6 separate regions of the Mus musculus genome follow, and regions 1, 2, 3, 4 and 5 are each linked to region 6. The links are chromatin contacts, called in public promoter capture Hi-C maps. All regions are on one chromosome and are shown on one strand. The core of a region is the stretch at or near the end of the contact, and the rest is flanking DNA. Distances in the headings are between cores, read along the strand shown.

Region 1 (3,045 bases), core at 121-2,620, 790 kb before region 6:
TTGTTTTGATACTAAATAAACACCTTGGCTTTAGGAAAGATGCTGGAGCAGGCTGTTGGGAGTGTCAATGGTTTAAATGGGAAGCTATAGAGTTGAGTTCAGCTGTAGAGGCCTAAGAGCCAAATGTAGGTCCAGATGAAGGGATGGATGGATGGTACAGCTGGAGGAATAGAAAGATGGACAGTTGACCAAACCTTGTCAACAGTGAGGACTTAACTGAGTTCAAGCCTCAGGGGCAGTCAAGTGTTCTTTGCCTATCAGGATGGTCGGATGATAGATTGGTAGGGGTTGTTGCCATCACAGTGCTAGATGTCTATCTCTTTATGGAGTCCAGGTGAGGACGTTGCACCCTTTTCTTGGTATGATGTGCCTACCACGTTCTTGTGCCTGGTTTCCCAAACAATTGTAACAAACCTATGCGCTGTTACAGTTTACCCTGATAAATTCATAGGGTGCCACCCTTTCAACGCCAAGCTATAAGGCATTTTCAGTCTGTGAGTGGAACTGGATACATGGTAAGTAGCATTCGTGTCCCCTCCGGTGCAGGCATCCCCCATCCTCAAAGTGGAGTCAAAGCTCGTCTCTCAAAAGCTAAAAAATAATCTACACTTACAGAAGATGAAACAGGTAGAGCAGGACATACCCTGACCTTTATTTTCTATCTATTCAAAACCTGACTAAAATAAATAACATAAATACGTTATCTTTATCACATCTCTCCTACCAACTTATCTTTTCCTCTTAAATATAACTTCTTTCCATGGACTTTATTACCTACTGTAGTTTCACTTCTATAGTAAGGCAACTGCCACCATTACGGACATACCCTTACTACATGGACAACAGGGCAGTCTGTCTCGTAGTATTTCTCTTAAAGGCTTCTTTCTGCACCAGCTGCAGGGCAACCTAGAGGTAGTGTCTGTTGGAGTGGGAAGCAATCCCCCACTCTTGTCAGTGGCTCCCAGGACCTAAGCTGCAGCTAGCTTTGCTTCTCCTATTTTTCCAACTGCGCGCTTGACTCCACAGTGTAGACTTGCCCGTGCCTCGCCATAGTGACATGGTGTCACCCCCCAAGAGCGACACAGCCCTGTGGCAGGTCCTGTCATTCTCCCCATTTTCTCCTCCCAGGAGTCTTCCTCCTGCCGGCCTTCCTTCGGTCACATGACAGGAAGCGCGGCTCTCCCAACGTCAAGACGTCTGCCCCCCCATCTCCATGTCCCCCGGCGCACGGTACGCAAAAAGCGCTGGCGGAGCGCTAGCGGGGCTCTGCGAGCAATCCGGTTGGAGAGCGTGTGCACGGCAGGGCGCGGGTTCCCGGATGTCAGCCTCCCGCAGGCTCCGCCCCGCCCCGCCCCGCGCTCGCTCCGCCCTCTGCGCGCCCTGTTCCGTGCCTTGAGGTTGCGGTCAGCGCGAGCCGCTGCAACGAGTCGGGGCCGCCTGTGAGCGTGAGGCTGCAACCCTCTCCTCCCGCCGACGCATCTCCAACCGGGACTCCGCCCGCCTCGCTCCGGGCCCAGGCCCCGTTGCACCCCGCCCGGCGCCGGACAGCAAAGCCGCCGTCGCCGCGTCCCGAGGATCCTACAGCCGCCGCCAGCGCCGCCCGCCGAGCAAGATGGTGAGACCTCGGTTCCCCGGTCGCGCGAGGGAGGGCCCGGGGCGTCCTCTCGGATAGAAAATTCCAGAGGCCTGGAGGGTGCAGGTGCTGGGTTTCAAGTCCTCGGCTACTTGCGCGGCCCCCGGCTCTGCGCGCTCCCGGGCCGCTGCAAGGCCCTTGCAAGCCCCCCAGCCCCTGCGCGCCTCCTCCGGGCCTCCGCGCGCCCCCCGGCCCCCTGCAAACGCCGGACGTCTCCGCGCTCCCCGAGATTCGCCGCCCCCGCCCTCCGCACGACCCTGGGCCTCCGGGCGCCCACAGAGCCGCCGCCCCCGGGCTCCTAAGCCCGTGGGCCTCCGCGCAACCCCGGCCCCGTCGCCTGTCTGGCTCGTTCGGCCTTTTCTGAACCCCGGTCCCGGGGGGCTGCGCCCTCGCTACCCTCCTCCACGTGAAACCCACTTTCCGCCCCCAGATGGGTTTCCAGGTTGGGTTTTCTGAAATCCGGTGGAAATGATAGTGTGCGGCAAATGGCGCTTTATGTAAGACCCACTTCTCCAGAGTTGTGCTTCCTCCCACTCACTCCGCATTTTCCAGCAGCGAGCCTTGGCAGGGATCCTTCCACTTTCTTGCCTTCTTCGCTCGTTTTCGCATTTATCTCTCTGCTGTTTGCAACCGTAGGGGATTTTTTTTTTTCCCGAGGCCGCTTTTCTCTGCGTTGGTGAACATGAAAGGGCCAGCGTGTATATTAGCTAAGACACCGGGCCTAGAGAAATGCTCATATTGGTTTGTTAATATTTTCTTAGTATTTTTATTTCTGTTTTTCCGGTGCTTGTGGTAGTTGTTTTTGAACGATGGCGATTTAAATTTTCCCTTCCTTACTTTCCTATTAATCCGTAGGTGGAATTCACCATGTAGTATTTCTGGCTGACGCTAGGGGTGTGCCTCCTGCCTGTCACCATAGCCAAGAAATCTATGACGCCTTTAGCTTGTTACCTTACTGGTTCTGTAGCTTCACTGGGCCTCCGTTTCGTCTTTGCAATCAAGAATTGTGTTCACAGACAAACATAGCTGCACTGCGAGTTATATGTCATTTAGTTAAACAGGATACGGGATTGTGACACTTACTGTAAACATCTTTTCAGTACATATCAAAGAATTTCAGGCGGATTTGTGATACTTAGACTCTTTAATTGTACAATACCCCCTCGCATGTAAGATTTAAGTGCTTCAAATGTGCATTGTTTACTGCAGTTGAAAACCGATTAGGTGGTGGTGGTCAGAGAAACTGAGGTTAAATATTCGAGTAAGTCAGCTTTTATTTGAAATATCGGGTTTACTGGCATCGTTAAGACCCACTAGAGGGGCAGCTTTATTAAAGTGGTTCATGATTTTGGAATGTAGAGGATTTTTTTTTTCCTTTATTTAGGAAGCTGTTCAGATGATTTGGCTCCTTG
Region 2 (2,961 bases), core at 244-2,743, 740 kb before region 6:
TCACTGTGCATCTGATATATGGTATCAGCAAATACTAAGAACACAAACCAATGACCCTGCAGTAAACAAGGCAGCTAAAGTAGAACAGAAATGTATAAACTTCTGAAGAGAGCTTGAGTTCTCTTGAAAGCTGACTGGAACTGAAGTAAGAAGACAGCAGAGAAAGTGGCCTTCTCCAGAGACCAGAGCCACCAAAGATACTGGCAGGGGAAAAAAAAACCAAAAACAAAAAAAAACAAAAAAAAGGGAAACAAACACAACTGGGTCTCCTACTTGAAAGGCAGGCTTAGTCAAGTGTCTGGCCTTTATCCCTTAGGAATGCCGAGGAGGCTAGAATACCATAATAAAAGCATTGTGATATGGGAAAATTAATTTGGCACTGACACCGAAGATCTACTGAAAAAAAAATAAAGGAATTAATTTACATTTTTTTCTAAGTGGCACACGTTTCCTCCAAAAAGAGCACTTACACTGAAGAAAGTACCTACAATTACCACTTGTTTAGGCACTACCGTGTATCATTGTCTACTTTTATTAAGGCTGAAACTACGAAATGGTAGGCTACGAAATGGCTACCCTCTTCCTTACCCTGATTTCTACATTCCTTGATTTCAGGTTAAAGCGTATCTGAAGTCCCAAATGTTCTACAATCGGAGTAAATATCTTCATCCAGTTTTCTTTCAACGGTGTGTATCTGTTACCTGGGACGGGAATTTTCCTCGTTTCTTCTTTCCCAGTCTGCAATAAAAACATACACACTCAGGAGGCGACTGAGAGATGCGGGCCTAGGCGAAAAAACAAACAAACAAACAAACCCCCCAAAACAACAAAACAAAACAAAACCGAGAACCGACCCTTTCACCTGGACGCCCGGGCCCCGCCCCGCCCCGTCCCGTCCCGTCCTGATCCCCACCAGGAGCTGATCCCCGGAGAGCGGCGGGAAGACCGGCCTCTTCGCCGGCCGCGCCTCCTCCGTGTCCATGCGTCCGGCTTCTCCATCCTGTCCCGCCGCTGACGACTGCTCAGCCTGTCGTTTCTTCGCCCGGCGGCCCCCTCTGTGCGTGACGGGAGTAAAGCCGTCCTCCGTTCCGGTGCTTTGCGTCTCCATCTCGGCCAAGATCAATCCCGGCAAGTACGACTAGAGGAACACGTGCGTGGTTGTACAGCGCATGCGCCAGCCTCCACCAATCGATTTGAAGACACCACCCCTTTTCCTAGGCGGGGTCCATGCCAGGGGCCTAAGGCTGGATTGGTCCGCGTTTCGGAATTGCTGTCCTGGGATATGCCTGTTTGCTAATGTCTCCGTGCCCTCATACGCTCGCAGCCGAAGCATTCACAGTCTTTACTGTGTCTATGTAAAGTCGTTGTGGTAACGGCAGTAAATTAGCTTGTGCCATGTGTGGAGAAGCATCTGTTGCGGTCTCAGTAGCTCACACGGCATTTTCGGAGGCATCCAAGCCCAACTTGCTAAGGCTTCCGGGTAGAATGCGGCTAGGGAGGGACAAACTGCCCCTGATCTGTTTGCAGTCTGGTTACCAAGTTAGCGTTTGGTTGCATCTACACCATGTCCACCTTCGAGAAGCCTCAGATCATTGTCCACATTCAAAAGGGCCTCAACTACACAGTGTTCGACAGCAAATGGGTGCCCTGCAGTGCCAAATTCGTGACGATGGGCAACTTTGCCCGGGGCACCGGCGTTATCCAGGTGTACGAGATCCAGCGCGGGGACCTCAAGCTGCTGCGGGAGGTGGGTGCAGGCTTGGACCGTTTGGGTTTGCGTGATCTAGGGTCTGATTCCTCAATGCTCCAGCAGAAACAGAAAGGAGGTGACAGATTGAGAAATACTTCAAACTAGGCTCTCACTGCAGCCTCTTCCTCCCACCATCCTCCGTGCAGTCCGTTGCAAGGTTTCTGGGAAGTGAAGTTAACATTTCGTGGCAACGTTCTTGGACCTTATAGGCTGTTAGCAGTTGTCGTAGTCTACTAGTAGATATATGCAATAAACCCACATTTCATACAAGCAAAACCAAAGGAGGCACCGGGATACCTACAACAAAGTTGATGACGAACTAGTAAATACCACATCCTTTCAAGAAGTGTCAGTTCAATGCCTGATAGTCCCAGGCATGGGAATTGCAATGCCAGCTATATCATGGAGTTTATTTTCTGTTGGGGGAGACAGTCCAACAGCCAGACCAAGAATGCATACATACATGTAAACTCATCAAGATGAGTTTTCTAATGTGCAGGTCTATAAAAGTAAAAACAGATGCAGGACGAGTAGAAACTAACTAAAGCAAATTTAGAGTAGAGTATGAAGTTTCTTACAAAAAACAGCATGTGAGAAAGCTCAGTGATAATGGTGGAAGGTAGTTTATTATCTTTTTAAAAAAGAAAAACACGAGCTAGAAGTGGTGTTGCACACCTTTACTCACGGCAATCAAGAGAAAACAGCAGGAGAATTTCAGTTTGAAACCCTATCTGCAACAACCACAACCCCCGTAAAATAAAATAAAATACACATTCATAAGGGATAAGTAATGACCATTGCAAGATATGTAAGACATTCCACAGATTTGTCCTTCATTTTGCTTTAAGGAAAACAGGACACCACTGAAGGACTTTTAGGCGGATAATGCAAGACTAGATTACAGGTTTCGTATCCAGCTGCCAGTGAGCCAATTACAGAATGGGGACAATAATTGACATTTTCTTTATCCCTCCTTCCCTCCCTTCCTTTCTTCCTTTTGTGTGTGTGTGTGTGTGTGTTTTCTATGTTACTCAGCTGGCCTCAAACTGATAATCCTCAAACAAGGCTCTCAATGGGCTGGGGTTCAGGTCTCCTGCCACAGTGCTGAGTTGTGGCAAAGTAACAGTTTTATAGTTCGTTACAGTATTTAAAATGTTTCTATTTGAGTTGAATGGAACAAATTGCAGCCACACGGAGGTGTTGAGAGCTGA
Region 3 (2,859 bases), core at 216-2,715, 700 kb before region 6:
AGAAGGAGAAGGAAGAAGAAGAACAACAACAAACATCATACATACATACATATTAAAAAAAAAAAAACCTTGTTAGTGTTTTAGGGCTTCTATTGTGGCAGGGAAACACCATAACCAAAAAGCAAGTTGGGGAAGGAAGGGGTTAGGGCTTACTCTTCCATATTACCGCTCTTGCCTAAGGAAGTAAAGGCAGGGACTCAAACAGGACAGGAACCTGGAGGCAGGAGCTCATGGCTTGCCCAACCTACTTTCTTATGACAGCCTAGGACCACCAGTCCAGGATGGCACCATGCATAATTGGCTGGGCCCTCCCCTGTCAATCACTAATGATATGCCTTGCAGGACTGCCTACAACCTGACCTTATGGGGCATTTTCTTAATTGAGATTCCTTCCACTCAGGAGACCTGTGCCAAGTTGACATAAAACTATCGAACACAGTTAGGAATGATGGCACGGCCTGTAACCCTAGTACTGATAATCCTGAATTCAAGGTCAGCTATATCACACAGTGAGACCCATTCAAAAACAAAAACAACACAAAATATGAACTTGTACTTTTCATATCTTCACACCCTCATTTAATTTTTGAAACTATTTTTCATAACTATCACCTAACCAGGTATCGGGCACTATATTAGGGAAGCCCCTCCAAAGATTAATCTGAGGTGCACAGTTTGGTCCGGAGGGACCCAACTTCCATCAAAGCAAAGAAATGGACAAAGGTGTAAGGAACATTCAGTTTGAAGAAGCCTAATCTAGACAAAATGCCAGGGCCTTCGACTCCAATCTTGCCACCTTGGCGGGAGACCTTTAAGTTCTTTGCCTAGCATGGCTGTCCACTCTGAGAGGCTCTACCAACAGCTGATTGAGAAAGAGGCAGATACTTACACCCAACCATTGTCGGACTGAGGTTAGAGACCCCTACGGTTGGATTAGAGGAAGGGTTGAAGGAGCTGAAGGGGAGGGTGACCCCATAGGAAGATCAGCAGTCTCAACCAACCCGGACCCCGGGGGGCTCCCAGAGGCTGAGCCAACAACCAGGCAGCATACATGGGCTGAGCCAAGTGCCACCCATTCCCCAGCCTCCTGGGACCTATGTAGCAGAGGTCTGCTTAGTCTGGCTTCAGTTGGAGAAGATGGGTCCAATTCCCAAGGGTCTTGAGGCCCCAATAATGGGGGATGGGGAGATAGATGATGGGGAGCAGAATGGTGTGAGGAACTGGGTGGGGGACCGGGAGGGGGGTAACGCCTGGAATGTAAATAAATAGTTAATTAAAAAATGTGTCAAAAAGAGAAAGAGAGAGAGGGGGGAGGGAGGGAGGGAGGAAGGAAGGAAGGAAGGAAAGAAGGAAAGAAAGAAAGACAGACAGACAGACAGAAGAAAGAAAGAAAGACAGACAGACAGACAGACAGACCACTGCACTTAGCTCCTGGATGGACAGAGGCGGGGCAAGCCTCGGGACTGAAGTGCGCACGCGCACGACCGGGAGAGACGCACGGGCGGCAGGCAGAAGCCGTGTCATGGCGTCATCATCGTGCGACCTATTTCCCGGAGACAGGCGTCCACGGTATTGAGGTATTGTGCAGAACCGCGTTCGGGTGCTTGTCGTGCTCCCGTCACAGTCTCTTTTCCCGCACCCCGGGATCACGTCCGTCCTGTGGCCGACTGGGAGGAGCCGAGCGGGACTGCTCGCTTCTAGCGTAGTCCCTGCAGTGGCGGCTCTCGGGCTTTGCTTTGGCCTTTAGTTTCTCTGTCAATACCGTCTTCATTTCGCTGCCACTGTTAACGTTGCCTTTCAGAGGTTGAAAAGCGACAAGTAAAACACCCAACGCCATCAGCTTCTAGCTGATTCCAAATCTAAACGGAGACAAAATGGAAGGTGGAAAAAGTAACTTTGCGTGCAGCCCTTCCTGTTCCGCCCAAGGTCGGAATGCTTGCGGTGGCAGTGTTAGCCCTTTTGAAACAAGGGTTTCCTTAATTTTACTTTTTCTTTTCCGAGACACAGTTTCTCAGTATAGCCCTGGCTGTCCTGGAACTCGATCTGTAGAACAGGCTGGCCTCGAACTCCGAGATCAGCCTCCCTCTCTTAGGTGTTAGGATTAAAGGCGTGGGAAACCGGGCCGGGCCGGCAGCTTTCTGCTGTAGCGGATTGTATTAAGAGGAATTTTTCAGTGTCATCTGGGAAAATTTCATCGTGGCTCAAATTTCTGTTGGAAGATAGCGTTAATGACTTAAAATGTGTTGACTACAATTTAGTTTTGGCTTGGAAAAGGTGTATTTGCCCTGGTGAGATGTCTGTGGTGTAATTATTAACCTGTTTGGACTAAGAGTAGACAGAACTAAGTATCAACGTTAGTTTTTATTTATAAATGACAGCTATCCTTATTGAACTTTAGAAAACTACTTCTGGATGGTGGAATTGATAGACTGAATTGTTTTGTTACAAGATAAGATGACAGTGTGAACAGTTTTTGTTGTTTTCTAGTAATAGAAGTGAAATTCCCAAATCAGAGATGTTGTGGATGCTTTCCGGTACCTATAGGGATGCAGTTTTCTCTTGTTTTTAACTTTGAAAAGTTCTATGGGTAAACAGTAGCACTTGTTTGCAAGCATTTGACTCTTCATGTATGGCTCTGAATAGTCTACAGTGGATTACCTCTTTGTTATTTCCACTTTCTTAAATAATAACTAATATTATGAACTAGTACTTTGAGCATTCTACTAATGGAGTATAGCTTTAAGAGTTTTATTGATATTTATTTTGTCTACATCACAACCTTATGTATTATTATTACTTTAGAGGTAATTGTAAAAACAAGCCCCACATTTTTGAGAAGATAGTTTTTGCTGCTTTCTT
Region 4 (3,048 bases), core at 294-2,793, 950 kb after region 6:
GCTGATATCTGTGGGAAAATGACCTAAGTAAGGGCACACATCTCCTTGGTCAGCAATGAGAAACACGATTAAACATTTGATTCACTATCACTTCTTGGATATCCTCTTCTTTCTCTATGACTTGCACTATCTGTTATATTCTCACACGGCTCTTTCACTGTTTCCAGAGACAAGCTCTTCTACCTTAGCCATCCTCCATGACGAGTTTTTGATGCTCTACTCAGATACACTGAAGTCAGTGTGGCCCTTGCTCTGGGCACCTATTTCTCTTGCTAGAGGCTCATGTTGACACAGAACAAAAAATGGCAAACCTGCCGTAATGAGGTCTGGCCACAAGTACAGCCTGTGCATGGTGTTCAAAGTCGACCCCAAGCCATACCTTCCCTAGGTTAAAGCAACTGTACACATCCAGATATACCAGCTTCGCAGAGAATGGGTCCCCCAACTCCGAGTCTAACTTGATCACCCTATAGGTGTCAAAATGCTACCTCAGCTGGAAGTCTGAGCTTCAGGTAGGGTTACATAGTCTTAGCCTAAAAATTCTGATGCTGCCTAGGAAGAGAAGCAGCAGTTTCAAGAAGTGGTGTTTGGACTTCCCTGATGGGAGGAGTCTAAGCTTTCATCTACCACAGGGAAACAATGCCTAGCTAGCCCTTTTTAAAGTGCCCATGCTCAACAGTATTAAGGATATAATTTTATGGGAGGAATTCTGACAAAGCCAATGATTCAAAACTTCAGCAAACTCTACCATATTGTCAGAGCAAAAGTCTTCTCTAAGAGAATTGTTTACAGAGAGTTTTGTGGTGTTTTGGTTTTATGTTTATTTGCTTTGTTAGTTTCTCAAATCTGCAGAGAAAAGTAGTGTCTCCTCTCCGTTGAACTCCTAAAACTCTCCAACATGGCAGTACCTGGAAGTTTCTAAATTCACAGATCTTCACCCTCAAACCTATTTGCTAAGCTTCCCTTCCAAACAATACCCGGACTGTCTGGCATCTCATCAGCTATGTCTCCGGCAATGTGCAAGGTAAACATTTTTTGACTGACTTTCATATTTTCTTATGAGCAAACGACAATATTTTATGTAGCGAGTATTACTGATTGCTATAATCTAAATTCACAGTGTCTGTAAAGTTATGAGATTTGATACTCAGGGCAAAAGGCTCACAATTAACTGAAGCTTAAAGAACAACACATTCTGAGATGTTCCTGGCTCTCTCTCTCTCTCTCTCTCTCTCTCTTTCTCTCTCTCTCTCCTCCTCTCCCCCTCTCCCCCTCTCCCTCTCCCTCCCTCTCTCTCTCTCTCTCCCCCTCAGCACCCCCCACTGCACCTGTTACTTCACTGATCAGCTAGGAAGTCCACTTTAAATGTAGGTTACTCTGCAATTCTCCAAGGGGAAAGCAGAAGCAGCTGCATAATAAAATGACTCTGTGTGAGAGAGAGAGAGAGAGAGAGAGAGAGAGAGAGAGAGAGAGAGAGAGAGAGAGAGAGAGAGAGAGGGAGAGAGTTGCTTCATCCCTAGGTAACTTCCAGCCAGGAGAAATCACTGCACAGTTGCACTTTCATTTTGCACTTGAGTAGCAAACAAATGACCCAGGGACTCCTGCACTGAACGCTGCTGTGGCTTTTTGGTTTTGTTTTCTCTCTCTCTCTCTCTCTCTCCTTTTTTTTAAACATCTGTTTTTCCCTTGTCTTTGTGTCATGCCTCTGTTTAGCTTTATTGACAAAACAATCTGCGCCTAATGTTTAAACAACATCTGTAAAATGTGTTATTAAATTACATCAGAAGAAAAGCAGAATAGTTCTATGGAACCCGCTGACCTCTATTGATTTTTAGATCACAGAAGCTGAAAGGATAATTTGTGAATGTTTTAGCATTTACATCTAAACAGGTCCCTATATTTATAGAATCTTTGATTACTTCTAAAAGTATTTGCTGCATTACTCCAACAATTCAGAAATAAACTTGACCTTTAACTGTTGCAGCTATTATAGTAAAGATCAGATTTTCTAAAAATAAGCTTCCAATTTTACCTGCCTGTAGCGTAAGAATCTACCTTCCCCCCATGGGTAAGAAACAGGAAGTGATGCTTGAATGCTTGACAGTTTTAAGGGCAATAGTTAAAGACTTGGGAAGTCCAGCATGGATTCTCAACCTAAAATCTATCAAGGACAGTAGTTCTGATGGCTTATCAAATGTTAGAGTGCTGCCTAGAACTTTATACTACCCATTGACAAAAAGGGTTTTCTTCCTATATACATTTCTCTCTCTCTCTCTCTCTCTATATATATATATATATATAATATGTATATATAATATTTCATATTTAATGTATAGTTTACATGTCAAAACAGTGTCACCTTCTCAGAGCACAAAGGGGTAAGTGTTTAAAATCAGGACTTTTTATGAAAGTATGAGAATGAAAAGCAACCAGCCAAGAAGCTAGAAGTTGACTCCATGCACTGTGGGGTAGTACTCTGCAGAGACAGGGTGTGTCTGAGATTCCCAGCTAATACTATACAGCATAAGACATCAGTTTTCATTACAGGGAAGCCCCTGGTCTGCAACACTGGCCTAAAACTGTGAGTCTTTATTTAAGCGTTCTACACTCACACTTTGAACATACAAAAGTTGGTATACTAAAAAGAAAAGAGAGCCAAATATTGGTTTTGAGTTTGCACATACATGTACATGTTCATTTATGTGCTTGTTCATGTATGTTTATGCTTCCTTTAGATATCTGCCTAGAAGAAGGAGTGGGAGGATAGATTAAAAACATGCTGTGCACACTTATGAAATTCTCAAACAATAAATAAAAAGACATCCAATAAAAAGTTGAATACTGAAATGAGTTTTTTAAAGCTTTGCTTACATACTTAAATATTTAAAGACCTGAAAAACAATCTACTGCCAAAACTTACAATATTTCTACTTCAAATGAAAAACTGCTCAACATAGGGATATTGTTCTCAGAAGTATTTCTCACAACAATGAAAAGAAAAAAAAAAACCCAAAGTTAGAAAGTCCCAAAGTGTTATTTTTACCATTT
Region 5 (2,961 bases), core at 80-2,579, 630 kb after region 6:
TTGGTGATAGACAAGTTCCTTTCTTGACCGTTTTGACTAGAGTCTTGAGCCAGTCATATTCAACAAGATAAGGACAATTTCTTAGTTGGCTCAGACAACTGTGACACAGCAGAAACATAGGAAACTTCATAAGGAGTGGAAGGAAGAGACAGGAAAAGTCACTCTCCTCTTCTCACACTTTCCATACCGTTCTATGCCTATATTGCCTTCATATCACAAATCAGCAAAGGACCTTTGATCACAAAGGTCTGAGAAGTAATGGGACAGAAAGCCTCTTAAGGAGTAGGATCATTACCAGATGTGACAAGAACCCAGTTATGGCCTCAATCCTCTCGTCTCTATGAGGCCACAGAGGACCTGTGGGAGAAAGTGTTTTAATTATTTGACAAGAGCTGTCTGAAAGAGTAGTTTCTAAAACAAGTGTGAAAAACATACTTAAGGAGCAAGATGCTGTGCAATCTTTAAAAATGAATTATCTCCTAAACAGTCTGGTGGTAGATGAACATAATTGTTCCCCAGTGATTCATAGAACCAGAGTGGTTTGCAGACTCTAAGCCCCCACTGCTTGGATTCACTCCTGCCTCTAGCACTCACTTACAAAGATGTTGGGGGTAGGCAACTCTGTTCACATCATGTTCTTCACCTATAAGGAAAATATATTCCTCATAGGGTTAAAGTTTGGAAATATAAATTATTAGAAAGCATTGCACATGCTGAACACTCATTAAAAACTTTAATTCAATGTAACATTCTGCCTTGATGTAAAATCCCCAGGCCAGAAACCGAAGATGGCAATAATTTCTTCCTTAAAGTTTTATTATTCATAAATAACTGTAAGAACCAGACTCTAGAATTTCTTCAAGCGTCTTCCTACCAAACTACCCGAGGTTCTCCAGAAACACATTCTGCTTCTGAGAAACAAGGCCTGGGTATTGGGATGGAGCATGCTGTTGCTTTATACCATAGTGTGCTTGTGTTAATGACTATTTTTATTAGCCTGGCATTGGTGACAATCAAAGAATTAAAGGAGCAAAGAGCTAGTAGCTCCTAGCCCAACGGGCACCACAGATGCTGTACACAAACCAATATAAAAGGCACAAACTTTATACTCTGTTCTTTTCTCTCAGGCTTTCTCTATATGCTGAGCTATCCCCAGACAAAGGAGAGAACTGCTCTGTGGAAAATGATGGTCTCCACAGTGCTTCCGACAGAATGCATTCATTTTCCTGGAATGGAGTGCCAACTAGGCCCAGCCACCTTCTGCTCCTAGAGAATGATTGCCTCAGCCCAGTTCTTAAGAGACCAGCAGTGAGTCCATGTTCAGTGGGGCCTGGGCTGAGCTCTTGCAGCCTTCCCCCAGCCCTGGAAACCTTGGCAGGCATCAGTTCTGAGCCTGCATGTCCCCACCGATGTGGAAATTGTCATGTGTTACGATGCTTTAAGGGTATTGTTGAAGCTTTCATCGAAGTATAGCAGGCTCCCACCTCATGCTAAGTAAAGCAGCTGGTAAATGTTGCGCTGTGGCTGCAGATGGATTGGTGGTGGCAGGCCCAGAGCTCACCACCTCTACTTAAACAGGTGTTTGACTCTGTATTTTCCAGGTGGCCAGAAGGAGCCTGATTATTCAGCGAGAGTAGAAGCCATGCGGGATAGGAATAGCTCTCCAGCATTGGCAAGAGGGAGCAGCCAGCCACTTGGCTTTAATCCATCTGTTCACAAGACATGATCTTAAAGCCAGAACTTTTCCACTGGAGACTTCCTACTTTGAATTTTAATGGTCAGGTCAGCAAGGGCATTGTGGCGCCAACTCCCATGCTTTGTCAAGAGCTGCCTTGTTGCCTGGGGAAAGGGGGTTGGCTAACTAAGTTACAAGAGTCAGAGGCCATTGGAGTTTCCAGCCAGGGTATTGCTGCTTCATCAGCCCAGCTGCCAGGTGGAACATGAGAAGATAAAGTTGCCACGGCATGTTATATTTCTCCACGGCCATGGATCTACCTTTAAGAGGGAGATCCTCTGTAGTCACTGGGAAATGACAGGCAGCATCAACAGCTAGCCACAAAATCACAATGCAAAAATAAACAGATGTTCACTGGAAGGCATACAAGCATCTTTTAGCAGCAAAAAGATTCACAAATAAGTTTTCAAGGCAATCAGGGTAAGGGAGATTGGAACCACCTGTCTATTTAAGGGATTCCTGAGATGAGCTCAAACCAGTCTGAGACACTCAGAACATCTTAATTGAAAAACATTAAGAGAAAATAGCACACTGGCAAGAGGAAACATACTTAAGTGTAGAAATAAGCTAACATCAAAAAGTCCCTGGCAAGGATTCTCAAGCAAGAAGAAGCTTGAGAAAGCCAGTTCATTTTCTTCACAGCTCAGGGTCTACAAATCTCAGGGGAACCCCTGAGCATAAAGGAGTACAGGACCTCCACATTCATATACAGAATGGGTGGGTGAGCAAGGGATACACAGCTCTCAAGTCCTTTCCAATGGCTTGGAGTAAGATGAGTAAATCTGTCATGACTTATAAATGGGAGAGAAGAGTGGGGACAGGCCTTCTCATGGGGCCACCTGCCCCAAAACTGGTGCTGTGGGTGCCCCTGCCTTTCCCTGGCTCCTGTGACACAGCAGACTGGAGGGGACAGGAAGACAGCTGTCAGATTTCACATGGCACTCACTCTTGGCAAAGAGACAAGTCTAGCGGCGGCCAAACCCTTGTCATGATCCCATCAGTCCCACAATGGTGGGGCTTCTGCTGGCTAGTGGCAGGTCACAGGAGTGTGGGAGCTCCTCTGACCCCCACATCTGAGTCCCTAAATCAAACTGCTTTCCCTCCAGAAAAGCCTGGGTGAGAAATTTCTTGTGCCAAGTTTGTTTATACAATGAAGAAATGTTGCTGAGATCATAGGCAGGTGTCTTCCTGCTATTGTTTATTTATAATTCATAGCCTAAGTTGCT
Region 6 (2,904 bases), core at 297-2,796:
CTAAAGAAACAAGACATTTCTATGAATTTTAGACCAAGAATTCTAAAATCAGTTGTCACTTTTTAGGAAACAATTGTAATCAGTACAACTTAATGACTCCACCCTAGAATCAGACAGAAAAATCACACATGAGGTTCTAAAAAACAAAACAAAAAACCCAAAACCGTTGTATTATGATGTTACCAGACTAAAATTTTACCGACAATAATTCTTCAAGCACCTACCCACATAAAAATAACAACAGATTACCTAACTGCTTTGTCATTGGAGAATTTTGATCCCAGAAGATATCAGTTTGTCCATCTGGATCATTTGGAGAACTGAAGGTACAGGATAATAAATCCATTTTCACGATTTGTACTGGCGTCTCCTTTCCTGCATAAGATGACAATCATTGCTTCTAAGTGTTACGTTACTTCATAAAAGCTAAAGTCAAACAATTAATTTTCATGTCCAATACAAAGCTTGTCTCCTAAAGACAGTTACTTTAACCACAATAGAAATGTTTCAATGAAAATAATATCTTAATACTTCATAAGTTTAGCACTGTAGTTAGGAAGTGTTCTTTGAAAATTCCATAGGCCCAGGAATGATACCATCTGATCACTGAATTACTATCACCAGGCTTTAGGTACCTCCATGACGTCAGCAGATGTACAGGAAATGCATCCAAACAGAAAGCCAAGCTAAACTCTCACAAGGCCCCTCCTGTAAACTCGACCCAATTTTTTTTTTACTCCATACACCCCAAAACCAATAGTGATTTGTTTCTAGGGAAGCTCTGTCTAGAATCACTTGAAGGTTTACAATGTTATTTTTCTTTCCCAGCCTCGTTTTATTCATAGCAGAAACAAGCAAGGTAACAGACATTGTATTTTACGGACACACCCTAGGATAGAGGTTATGAGTTTGGTCCTTATTGGGATAGATATCTCTTAACTCCAAGTTTACAGAAATGAACGCGCCATCGGTTTGCTGGGCTAACCGGATGTTACACCTAGCAAGTTCCGGGAGCACACTACGGTTTCTGAGGTGGCCCTTTTTGCAAAACAAAACAGCGAGGAAAACAACAACAACCAGCGTAGGTGCCCAGTTTCCGGAACACAGTCCACGGCACAGGCCCCGCCCACAACCAGACGTTCAGAAAAGGCCCGGTTTACCGGACTCGGCTCTGCAGCCCCAGGCCTCCCGCCCGGTCTGCACCGCCAGGCTCCGCTCCCCGCCCTCTCCTCACCCCGGGGACTGCGCCCGCCGTCAGCCGCTGCCTGCCGCTGCGCCCGCCGCGCAGACCGCGTTCCCGCCCGGCGGAGCTGGGAGCTGCAGGCCGCCCTGGACTCCCGCAGCCACGGCTCTGCCGCCGGGCGGCAGTTCTTAGCAGCCGCCCTGTGCGGCGTGCTCCTCCGGGCAGGGCTGTCCGCATGCTTCCTTCGCCGACTCATTCCCGTGCCACCGTCCTTCAGCTGCATTCACATTTTGCTACAGCGGAGCAGGGCAACTGCTCGACAGAGAGCCCGCGCGCCACCGTGCAGCGCCATCTTTGCAAGTCGGGCGCGCAAAATACGCTGCTTCTAATTGGCTGCCTCCGTCTAGGGGCGGGTTACTACGCATGGTGCGGATTGGCTGCGTCAGTGTGAGGGGCGGGGTTAGAAGGCTGCGGCCAGGGCTGAGGAAACAGGAGTTTTCTGAGGTCTACCATCAGACTCGTCCAACTTAGCAGGAACTGCAGGACCCTTTTCTGGATCTGTGACAGGAACTTGGTATGTGAGACAGTAAAGAGTTCATATACAATGACAGATTCTTATTGAATTTAAAATTTAATTGATTATTTCTAAGATTCAAATGATGGTGTGTTATTCGATAATATGAGAAAATAAAGACTATAGTTTAGGAGGTAATAAACGCAATAGTTCATAGATGTTCTGTTATGTGCGTAGCTCCAAAATGTAGGAAAACGTATTAATTTAATAAACTAACAGTCGCTGGAAACTGTACATGCAAAACAGAGCTGTCATCTTAGTAGGAATAAAATAGTGTTTATTTTGAATCAAGTAATAATTTCCATGGCCAGGGAGCATTGATTCAGGTTGGCCTAAAAACATGTTTCAATATAAAAGCAATCGCACAGACTTTAACAGTCACAGAACAAAAAACAAAGCATTTGCCAGGCGCTTTGTTGGGGACAACAGGTAGTAGGTGGGTTACAGCAAAGCAGGAGATGATTCGTCCATAGGCTTTAGGTAAGGATATAATTTATGAGACCCATCCTTTCGTTGATGGAAGTTAGTGATCTGGTAACAGTGCATTCCAAAGTTTTTACCTGCTAGCCTTCAGGATGCCAATCCTGACAGCTGGGTCCTTAATGGCTACTTAGGGCACTAAAGATAGCCATAAAGATTATTTGGTTTTATATCTGTAACACTCCAGTTTCCTTATCATGAAGTGTGTCTGTCTTTTTGTTTTTCAGACAGTGTCTTATGTGTGCCCTGCCTCCTTATTTAATGCAGTCTCGCTGTGAACTCCTGGTCTTCCTGTCTCAAGCTTGTCAGTGCTAGGACCACAGGTCTAGGTCCTGAACAGAATCATCAGCGTAGTTGTGCCTTCTTCCATGCCCCAAATAAAGTGAAACTCGGAGGTTAATTGTGCTTTAATAGATTAGTAATAAACCAAATTCTAAGTTTTTAAAGAATATGATTTGCGATAAATAGTAAAACAAAAGAGTGCCAACTCTACAGAGAGAACTATAAAACACCTTAGAAATAAATTGAAGGCCAAAATAAAAAGGGCTATGCTGTGTTTGTGGTCTGTGTCACTCACTACTGTTAAAGAGTCAATTCTTCCCAAACTGGTGTATAGTCAGTGCTGATGCCCTTAGTCTCAGAGCGGGAGGCACATGCCTGTGCAAAG

What was found. Promoter capture Hi-C pulls out the DNA fragments that hold promoters and counts their contacts. Capture Hi-C pulls out chosen DNA fragments and counts their contacts.
Region 1: a contact with region 6 is called in a promoter capture Hi-C map of adipose tissue, with 6 times the contacts expected there. The contact joins the promoter of Ppp3r1 here to the promoter of Etaa1 in region 6. A contact is called at or near these places in 4 of 39 promoter capture datasets (the C10 cell line, the HPC-7 cell line, liver and 1 more), 6 of 484 Hi-C or Micro-C datasets (B cells, CD4 T cells, Sertoli cells and 3 more), 3 of 115 datasets of contacts at active chromatin or transcription factors (astrocytes, cardiomyocytes and large pre-B cells) and 3 of 9 other capture datasets (adipose tissue, liver and macrophages).
Region 2: a contact with region 6 is called in a promoter capture Hi-C map of pre-B cells. The contact joins the promoter of Wdr92 here to the promoter of Etaa1 in region 6. A contact is called at or near these places in 9 of 39 promoter capture datasets (the C10 cell line, embryonic stem cells, frontonasal cranial neural crest and 6 more), 5 of 484 Hi-C or Micro-C datasets (CD4 T cells, embryonic stem cells, nephron progenitors and 2 more), 6 of 115 datasets of contacts at active chromatin or transcription factors (astrocytes, bone marrow-derived macrophages, effector CD8 T cells and 3 more) and 2 of 9 other capture datasets (adipose tissue and liver).
Region 3: a contact with region 6 is called in a promoter capture Hi-C map of pre-B cells. The contact joins the promoter of C1d here to the promoter of Etaa1 in region 6. A contact is called at or near these places in 13 of 39 promoter capture datasets (the 3T3-L1 cell line, 3T3-L1-derived adipocytes, the C10 cell line and 7 more), 9 of 484 Hi-C or Micro-C datasets (CD4 T cells, CD8 T cells, the HPC-7 cell line and 6 more), 7 of 115 datasets of contacts at active chromatin or transcription factors (astrocytes, bone marrow-derived macrophages, cardiomyocytes and 4 more) and 2 of 9 other capture datasets (adipose tissue and macrophages).
Region 4: a contact with region 6 is called in a promoter capture Hi-C map of liver, with 2.9 times the contacts expected there. The contact joins the enhancer-like site here to the promoter of Etaa1 in region 6. A contact is called at or near these places in 3 of 39 promoter capture datasets (frontonasal cranial neural crest, liver and second pharyngeal arch cranial neural crest), 1 of 115 datasets of contacts at active chromatin or transcription factors (cardiomyocytes) and 2 of 9 other capture datasets (adipose tissue and embryonic tail).
Region 5: a contact with region 6 is called in a promoter capture Hi-C map of 3T3-L1-derived adipocytes, with 2.3 times the contacts expected there. The contact joins the enhancer-like site here to the promoter of Etaa1 in region 6. A contact is called at or near these places in 3 of 39 promoter capture datasets (3T3-L1-derived adipocytes, hippocampal neurons and trophoblast stem cells), 1 of 484 Hi-C or Micro-C datasets (cerebellar granule neurons) and 1 of 115 datasets of contacts at active chromatin or transcription factors (astrocytes).

Annotation. Positions count from the first base shown.
Region 1 is chr11:17,157,928-17,160,972 of GRCm38.p6, forward strand. It overlaps Ppp3r1 (protein phosphatase 3, regulatory subunit B, alpha isoform (calcineurin B, type I)), which reads left to right and starts at 1,371. Exons shown (of 6, transcript NM_024459.2): 1 at 1,371-1,615. The coding sequence starts at 1,613.
Region 2 is chr11:17,210,400-17,213,360 of GRCm38.p6, forward strand. It overlaps Wdr92 (WD repeat domain 92), which reads left to right and starts at 1,494. Exons shown (of 8, transcript NM_178909.4): 1 at 1,494-1,747. The coding sequence starts at 1,565. Pno1 (partner of NOB1 homolog) reads right to left here and starts at 1,190. Exons shown (of 7, transcript NM_025443.2): 1 at 914-1,190; 2 at 589-738. The coding sequence starts at 1,108.
Region 3 is chr11:17,256,082-17,258,940 of GRCm38.p6, forward strand. It overlaps C1d (C1D nuclear receptor co-repressor), which reads left to right and starts at 1,466. Exons shown (of 5, transcript NM_020558.4): 1 at 1,466-1,577.
Region 4 is chr11:18,899,123-18,902,170 of GRCm38.p6, forward strand. The region is part of intron 9 of Meis1 (Meis homeobox 1); the gene reads right to left. Among named protein-coding and RNA genes, the nearest start is that of 8430419K02Rik, 23 kb to the left of the region's middle. Within about 2 kb of position 1,544, at least 19 of the 459 cell types and tissues checked have an H3K27ac peak or open chromatin away from gene starts, as enhancers often do. A contact at or near this core is called in liver, where this site is marked.
Region 5 is chr11:18,579,917-18,582,877 of GRCm38.p6, forward strand. No RefSeq gene overlaps it. Among named protein-coding and RNA genes, the nearest start is that of Gm12022, 88 kb to the left of the region's middle. Within about 2 kb of position 1,330, at least 25 of the 459 cell types and tissues checked have an H3K27ac peak or open chromatin away from gene starts, as enhancers often do. A contact at or near this core is called in 3T3-L1-derived adipocytes and cerebellar granule neurons, where this site is marked.
Region 6 is chr11:17,952,329-17,955,232 of GRCm38.p6, forward strand. Etaa1 (Ewing tumor-associated antigen 1) reads right to left here and starts at 1,547. Exons shown (of 6, transcript NM_026576.4): 1 at 1,235-1,547; 2 at 250-375. The coding sequence starts at 1,466. It overlaps Etaa1os (Ewing tumor-associated antigen 1, opposite strand), which reads left to right and starts at 1,642. Exons shown (of 3, transcript NR_131915.1): 1 at 1,642-1,757.